2 separate regions of the Sus scrofa genome follow, and region 1 is linked to region 2. Evidence: chromatin contacts called from public Hi-C data. All regions are on one chromosome and are shown on one strand. The core of a region is the stretch at or near the end of the contact, and the rest is flanking DNA. Distances in the headings are between cores, read along the strand shown.

Region 1 (3,975 bases), core at 230-2,729, 340 kb before region 2:
AATCCGTTGATTAAAGAAAAAAACACTGTAGACCTTTAGCAAGGCTGCAGCCCTCAATCAGCATCCTACTACCCATAATTCAGTTTAGCCCAATCCCCAGTTCTCTCTTTAGGCACCAGACAGCTCTAGAATGTGACAAGGCGAGAAATGAATTTATTCAGCGAATTATTATTATTATTATTATTATTTATTTATTTATTTTGTCTTTTTGCCTTTTCTAGGGCCGCAACCGCGGCATATAGAGGTTCCCAGGCTAGAGGTCTAATCGGAACTACAGCCGCCGTCCTACGCCACAGCCACAGCAACGCGGGCTCCAAGCCCTGTCTTCGAACTACACCACAGCTCACGGCAACGCCGGATCCTTAACCCACTGAACAAGGGCAGGGCTCGAACCCGCAACCTCATGGTTCCTAGTCGGATTCGTTAACCACTGCACCACGACGGAACTCCTCAGCGAATTATTTATTGAGCCTGCACTATATGCCTAAACTTCTGCCAGGGATTCTGCCAGACCTGACACTTCAGCCCGGGGCTGGGGTGGGTGGGTGCAAGGGTGGTGGTAGTGATGGTTCAGTGGAGAACTAGAATGGCAGGCTAGAACTCTAAGTCCAGATTTAAAGGTTACCACTGCTATGATTTTTGTTCAGTTGTCTCAAAGGGCCGGTGTCTCTACTCCTGCCCCTCACAGAAGCTCCTCTGACAGGCTCAAGTCCCTTGTGTTGCTGGGGTGTGGGAGCTGCTAATTCTAGCAGCTCAATTCGTCCCAAGGGCCAGTAGGCGCCTCCTCCTTTATCACTTGGCTGTAACCTTCTGCTTACGTTAGTATTCTTCCGTAGACTGCGAGAGATCCCTGAGGGTAGGGCTGCAGTCAAGTCCATACACCTAGCACAGGCCAGCTGCAAGGGTCGGGTGAATGAAACCTTGCGCCTCTTCCCTGAAGCATTCTCCGAGGGCACGCTAGGGGAATGCCTGGCTCCCTCCCTCCCTGTCAGGTCCGTCCTATCCGTGAGTCTACAAGCGTCTGTCTGCCCGCCAAGGCAGGGAGGCAGCGTTTACGGCTTGAGGACTACGAGCTCCTAGGAGGGGCTGCTCCTGACCATGCCTTACGGCTACAAAAGAAGGGCCGGTCCCCCTGGGCTCCAGCGACAGCAGCCCGAAGGAAGTGACCGCGAGGCCTTCTGAGTCTGGCGCAGAAAGGCGCCGCTGCCGTTAAAGGGGGCTGGTCCTGTCCCTGACTTGGGGACCCTATGCCAAGATGCGAGGTCCAGAGGCCGCACCCGTGTAGTACCCACCTCTGCCCGGGCCGTTTCGGCCGCGGGGCTCTGTGGCCTCGGCCGCAACTAGCGCCGCCATCATCACCTGGCCCACGTTGGGACCAGAAAGACAGCACTAGAAGAACGCTGAGAGCGCAGACAAGCGCGATCGATCGCCGATCGGCCAGCGACGGGCGGGGATTTGGGAGGCGGGGACCGTGAAGGAGAAAGATAGGGGCGTGGCTAGAGTGGGCCCCTGCCTCAGCTCCGAAGGTCGTGACTCTCCGGAGCCCCTAGTGGTCCCCGACCACCGCTGTTGCGTGCTCTCGGCGACTCTGTCCCACCTCCCCTTCCTTCCCGGCAGCCCGAAACTGGCTCTCCCGGAATGGTGCCCCTCTATTTGCCAACTTTTTGGCCCAGTTCTGCGGACAGAGTCTTGTGAATGGGGATACCACCAGGTCTTCCTTCAGCTCTCCTCCGTGTCTCCTCGGTTATGGGCCCTGGTGGCGGTGGGTAGGGGCGCATTCCCAGCCTCTGAGGACCCCACTGACTGGACAGGACAGAACTCACCGGCCACCGGGCCAGTTCCAAGTTGAAGCTTGGTGCCGATTTCCGGAGCGCCGGGGTGCTCCTTACACCTTAGAACCCACAGAGTGAAAGGTTCACGTGTGAAAAACTGCTACCAGGGTAAGACCCCCCGCCCCGGCCTGAGGGTGCTTTCCCGGGAGGGTTCAGAAGTCCAAGGTCTCAACTGCCTAAACCTTCCAGATTCTGGCCAGTGTTTGCCCTGCCTAGGCTGCCTCTCAGGCCTTGGTAGCCTTTCTCCTGATCAGGGGCCTGAGCTCCTGGGATCCCAAAGAGAAGTCAGAACAGCCAGCGAGACAGACTTGGCCTTTGGAGGAGCAGGGTACCTGCAGGACTGGCTTGCAGCAAGGTCTGCCCCCTAGAGCAAGGTTCCCCCAGGGCTGTTTGCCCACCCAGCCCTCTGGCACACCATCTTTTTCTCTGCTCTGTGTGAGCACATCTGGCCCTTTAAGGCAGCTCTCTGGCCTCAGGCTCCCCTGGAGGCCCTCCCTGCTTGGAAACTCCTAATTAAGGTGCAGGGAGAAGTGAAAAACAAGCAGCCAGGGACAGGCCCTGCCTGGGAGGCTGCCCAGAGAGGAGGGCTGGCTGAGCAGGCTGGGAATGAGCAGCCAAGGGGAGGACCAGAAGGGGTCAGTGCTCTGCCTCTCAGACCACCAACTGATGCTCTTAGGACAATCACAGCTTTGGACAGGAATGTAGCCAACATGGGTCCAAGGAACACCCTGTCACCTTGACAAGAGTCCAGCCTGGACTTTCCCATTTCCTCCAGGTTCTCTGGACCAGGGTGCAGGATCTCAATTCCAGGAACAATCTGAGTCGAGTCTCTCCCCATTCAGGACCCTAAGGCCCAGCCTGTGGACAGTTGTCGCTCTGGCTGCAGCTGTGTGTTCCAAGAGGGAAAGATTGGCTCCAGCAGAGTAGCGGCTTCTCCTTAGCAGGCCCCGAACCCCTTAGGGCCTTTCCCTAGGCAGAGGTGGAGCCTGTTAATGATAGAAGGCCCCCATCCTCATAACATTGCCCCACAGCCTCTGTTCTGAATGAGTTGCCCTGACCCCCATTAGGAAATAAGCATGTGCCCTCAAGACCTTGCAGTGCAGGACATGGGGGTTGCCAAGAACACCTCCATCTGTCTGTGGGGGTCTCCCTGCCGGAGTTACTCAGCAGTCTGAGTAATTACTGCCTGACAAGAAGGCGAGCACAGTGCACCCCCACATTACACTACAACACCCGCCTCCAGTCACCCCCACCCCCTGGCTGGACTCCAAAACAGCACCCAGCCCTCCTGAGGCCTGAAATAACTCTGCTTCTCGCACTCACGCCCAGCCCCATCCAACTTTGCCTAAGATAGTGGAGACTGTGGGGCAGGGGGTCATGGGGAGGCGGCTTGAGGAGGTGGAAGGAGGATTAACATACCCTGATTCGGGCCCACACTTTGCACTGATCTGCTGTGTGACATTGGGCAAGGTGTTCAACCTCCCTGGCATGGGTTTACTGGTGGAGGGCCTCTGCAGCTCTCATCGAGTTCAGCTAGTGTCTTCCTGGCAGAGCTCAGAAAGGGTGGCTCAGTCCAGCCCTGCAGTTGGTAGAGGTTGAAAAAATGCCTCCTCCACTTCTGTTCTCACCCCGAGATGGACCAATCTTAATCTTCAGAACAAGGTTACTTTTTCACCCTCAAGCACTTGAACGTTCTCTCTGGCCAGGAATGGCCTTTCCCCATTTCAGCCTCACGAACTCCGCCCTCAAGGCACCTCTTCTGTGAAGCCTTCCTGGGTGGTCTTTCATCCCTTTACACAGCTAGCAGAGTCCCCTCCCATACTGTGTACCTCTTCCTATCACTTTTGAAGATAGCTTGCGGGGTTTTCTTTCTCTGCTGCATCATAAGGTTCTGGAAGTCCAAGCCTATGTAGTCAGCTCAAAGCCGAAGCCTCAGTGTGGTTGAATGCATGGATGATGGAATGAATGAATGATAATGATATTGGCCTTTTTTTTTTTTTTTTTTGACCTTCCTATCATGCCAAGTTTTTCTCCAAAAAATTTTCTCGAAGGAGTCACATGACTCTTTCTTCCTGGCATTCCTGGATTCCCTCATATCAGTTCCAGAACAATACCTGGCTTTTTTTATTCCAAGCACCATTTC
Region 2 (3,933 bases), core at 542-3,041:
CTCCCTCCCGCCTGAGGTCAAGCCCGCTGCCCGGCCGGCTGGAGGGTGTCGGGCTGGGCCGGGAGAGGGCAGGCTCCAAGGGCCTGACTGTCAGAGCCGCGTCATCACAGCCGCCCCAAGTGTTCTTGCAGAGTTTCCCGGTTGAGGCGGGAGGGAGGACTCAAATAACTGCCTGCGTTTGGGCGGAACAGTGTTTTTCGTTGCTGGAGGGGACGGCTGACGTGGTGTTTGTAAATGAAAACGCTGCCCAGAACGCGGTCTCCACCTGAGAGCTTGTTGAAAGCCGATCAGGCCAACCCCACGCCAGGAATCCTCCGGGAAACCGCAGGGGCGGTGCGTGGAGGGGCTGGGGGCCGAGGTGGGGGCCCGGCAGCTGCAGCTGGAGCCTGGGGCACCTGGGCCTGCCCTGGGATCTGTGCTCTGAACTGGGAAGCAAGGCCAGGGCAGCCTTCCTCATGTGAGCGTGTGCGTGTGTGTGTGTGTGTGTGTGTGTGTGTGTCTGTGTGTGTGTAATCCAGTCCAGGCTTGCTACTTCTGGTAAACAGAACTGATAACTCACATGCCACTTTCCCAAAAGAGCACAGAAGGTCCTCAGCTGATTAGAGGTTTTGATTCTACAAAGAAAGTCGGTACTTCCTCAGGGCCTGAGCTGAGTCAGCTTTAGTCATCCCTGAGCGGGACAAACACATTCTGGAAATCCTTTTTATTGGCAGTCTCATGGGTGTGCAGCTTTTGGTTGGTTGAATTGTTTTCCCCATGGGGAGATATCCTAAGAATCAAGTCGTTTTTTTTTTTTTTTTTTTTTTTTTTTGTCTTTTTTGGCTGCCCTGCGGTGTACGGAGCTCCCAGGCCAGGGATCAGATCCGAGCTGCAGTTGAGACCTGAGCTGCAGCTGTGACAACACCAGATCCTTAACCCACTGTGCGGGGCCAGGGATCGAATCCGAGTCTCAGCCCTCCCGAGACACTGCCAATCCCATTATACCACAGCGGGAACTCCTCAAACACAGTTTTTACAAAGAATAAGAAACCCAGCCTTAACCAAACGGAAAGATGACAAAGGAGCACAGACAGTGCTGGTTCTGTGCTGAAAATGGGGATTGGACCCAAGACAACATGGGGAAACCCTATCACGTGTCTTTGCAAAAATGTGTAGCAAACAGGAAGAGAGGGAAAAAAATAACCTATTGAGCTTTGGTTTTTTGTTTGCTGGTTTAGCTTTGTTTTGTACGATGATCTTTTCCTAAATTTGGACCCAGGAACCCTGCTATTATGTACCATTCGTTAAAATCTGTGCCCCACACTTAGGGGAAAGCCGGTCTATCATGTCTAAATGGCCCCTGTTGTAAAAACCCTCAGGCCTAGAGAGGTGGAGAGCCCGCTGAACACAGAAAGGCCCTCACTGGCCCTTGGAAGGCAAATTTCCCTGCTGCTGAGTCAGGGCCTTTTACTCTGAGAAATCGTTTGCTGCCCAAGAGGCATTTTTTCCAATTGTTTCCCACTTTAAAAAAGTTAATTTCAAGTAGAGGAAGTTGGGCCAGGAAATTTGGTCCACAGCTGACACGGCATCGGTTTTCCCCATCCTGCTCCTGTGAGCAGTTGTGCTGACCACACACACACACACACACACACACACACACACACACACACACACACACACACACGGCCCTGCTTCTGCCAGGTCTTCTGCGCCCACGCCACTTCCCCATCACGGTCCCCGGCAAGCACCCCGGGCCTGATTCACCAGCCCGCCTGTGACAAGGCACCAGCTGCACATGACTGAGGCCCCAGCAGACAGGAAGACGTCAGCACACACCCCTGCCGGGTCCTCTCCCGCCTCCACTCCCAGAAGCCTGGCTCAAGCTCGGCCTCCCCCAGTGCACTGAGCATCGGGGCTCGCTGGGAAATAGCTTGTGCCCTGGGCCCAGAGCTAGCCTGTCCCGGTGCCCCAACTCCGTCACAGCCTTGGACGTTTCTGCTGCTAACCCCCTCCTCTCTGCTTTTTCACTTTTGCTTTCTTGGTGCAGTGATGGCTACCGGTAAGCCCGAGGGCCTTGTTGGGGAGCACACAGCATCCCCTCCCAGCCAGTCTGTTCTACTGCCTCTCCTTGAACTCCAGACCGCCCGCCCTGCCCTAGTGGCCAGAACTGGGGGGTGGGGGTGGGGCGCCAGCTTTCAGCTTTTATTTGCATGAGAAAATCCCATCGTAACTTAAGGCTCTTTGAAGATGGAAGCCCTGACGTCAGAGCCCTGTGGGTGGTGCCTCCCTGGTGTGTTTCTAGAGGCAGAAAACTAATGGCCAGTCACACACAAAGCCTCTGTCCCAGTCCTTGGTAATTTTGTGGTTCCCAAGTCGCAGAGACTTCCTGGGGCTTCTGGGGGTGGCTGTTGTGACATTCTGGATTTCTTTAGCTGTTTCTTAGAAATAGGCGAGGGGGTTGGAGCAAAGAAGACGGTGGCCTGCCCCTTGCTCTGGCTTTGATTTCAGAGGTTAAGCTCTCCGGGCTGCCCTCGTGACCCACAGGGATCAGAGGGGGTCTGGGGAAGACCCGGGCAGGGCTTGGGGGTCGCGGACTCGGCCCAGCGCGCGCCCCAGCCTCTCCCCGCAGCTCCCGCGCCCCCGTGACACAGGCTGTCTTTTCCCTCAGTGGGCCTCTACACCTCCATCTTTGGGGTGCTCCAGCTGCTCTGCCTGCTCACGGCCCCTGTCATCGGCTACATCATGGACTGGAGGCTGAAGGAGTGTGAAGACGCCTCTGAGGAGCCCGAGGAGAAAGACCCCAACCAGTGCGTAGGCAGGGCCGCCCCGGCCCCCAAGGGGAAGCCCACCGGGTAGGGTGTGAGGCAGCAGCAGGCTTGATGGCAGGTTTTAAAGGGAGCAGGAAGAGTTCCTGTCGTGGCTCAGCGGTTAACAAACCCAACTAGGCTCCATGAGGTTGCGGGTTCAATGCCTGGCCTCGCTCCGTGGGTTAAGGATCCGGAGTTGCCGTGAGCTGTGGCGTAGGTCACAGACTTGGCTCGGATCCTGCATTGCTGTGGCTCTGCCATAGGCCGGCAGCTACAGCTCCAATTCGACCCCTGGCCTGGGAACCTCCATATGCCGCGGGAGTGGCCCTAAAAAAAAGTCAGCAGGAGCAGCGAGAGGGCTGTGCTCAGAGCTGCTCTGGCGCTGGCTCAGCGGAGCGCACGCTTTGGTTTGTCACTTCTGTATGGCACGTCTTGGGTATGTGAAAGCTGGGGAAGCACCAGGGTGAAGGGAGAAGGGGAGAAGCCAGAGAAAGGTCTGTGCAGACCCCGGCTGTCAGACTCTTCTGCTTTTAAGACCTCGCGCGGGAGTCCCCTGGTGCTGCAGCGGAAGCGAATCCAACTACCATCCATGAGGTTGTGGGTTCGATCCCTCACTCAGTGGGTTATGGATTCAGCATTGCCTTGAGCCTTGGTGTAGGTCACCGATTCGGCTTGGATCCCGAGTTGCTCTGGCTGTGGTGTAGGCTGGCAGCTTTAGGCCTGATTCGACCCCTAGCCTGGGAACTTCCATATGCCATGGGTTCAGCCCTAAAAAGCAGGAAAAACCAAAAAACAGAGCTCAGATCCTTAGTCAAATAGCTGTTTGCCTGCAGGGTCTGCTCCCTGGGTGTGAGTGTAACTGCTATAACCTTAATAAGTGTTAATTGATTTGTTCATGATCGTGAACAACAAAAAAAAAGGCACCGGAGCCCTGGTTACAGAAGGGTTGGGCTCTAAGATCAGAGGATGAGTTAAATGCCATCTTCCATGACTCCACCTTCGTGTACTCAGCTATTCTTTGCTGAATCAGGCCCCGTGCCAAGCACTTAATGCCCACTTCTCAGGTAAGCCTCACAGCACTCGAGGAGTTATACCCATTTCACAGATGAGGGAACTGAAGCGAGGCATTTGAGTGGCTGCCTGAGGC

Evidence for each region. A called contact is a pair of places that touch in the nucleus more often than the background predicts.
Region 1: a contact with region 2 is called in a Hi-C map of alveolar macrophages, with 2.8 times the contacts expected there. The contact joins the promoter of RTN4RL1 here to the enhancer-like site in region 2. A contact is called at or near these places in 2 of 5 promoter capture datasets (fetal skeletal muscle and liver), 3 of 47 Hi-C or Micro-C datasets (alveolar macrophages, embryonic fibroblasts and epiblast stem cells) and 1 of 2 datasets of contacts at active chromatin or transcription factors (alveolar macrophages).

What each region holds. Positions count from the first base shown.
Region 1 is chr12:48,143,813-48,147,787 of Sscrofa11.1, reverse strand. It overlaps RTN4RL1 (reticulon-4 receptor-like 1), which reads left to right and starts at 1,479. Exons shown (of 2, transcript XM_021067605.1): 1 at 1,479-1,940. DPH1 (2-(3-amino-3-carboxypropyl)histidine synthase subunit 1) reads right to left here and starts at 1,424. Exons shown (of 13, transcript XM_021067606.1): 1 at 1,293-1,424. The coding sequence starts at 1,356.
Region 2 is chr12:47,802,214-47,806,146 of Sscrofa11.1, reverse strand. It overlaps SLC43A2 (large neutral amino acids transporter small subunit 4), which reads left to right. Exons shown (of 15, transcript XM_013990000.2): 10 at 2,027-2,038; 11 at 2,648-2,786. Among named protein-coding and RNA genes, the nearest start is that of PITPNA, 19 kb to the right of the region's middle. Within about 2 kb of position 1,791, at least 68 of the 83 cell types and tissues checked have an H3K27ac peak or open chromatin away from gene starts, as enhancers often do. A contact at or near this core is called in alveolar macrophages, embryonic fibroblasts, epiblast stem cells and 2 more, where this site is marked.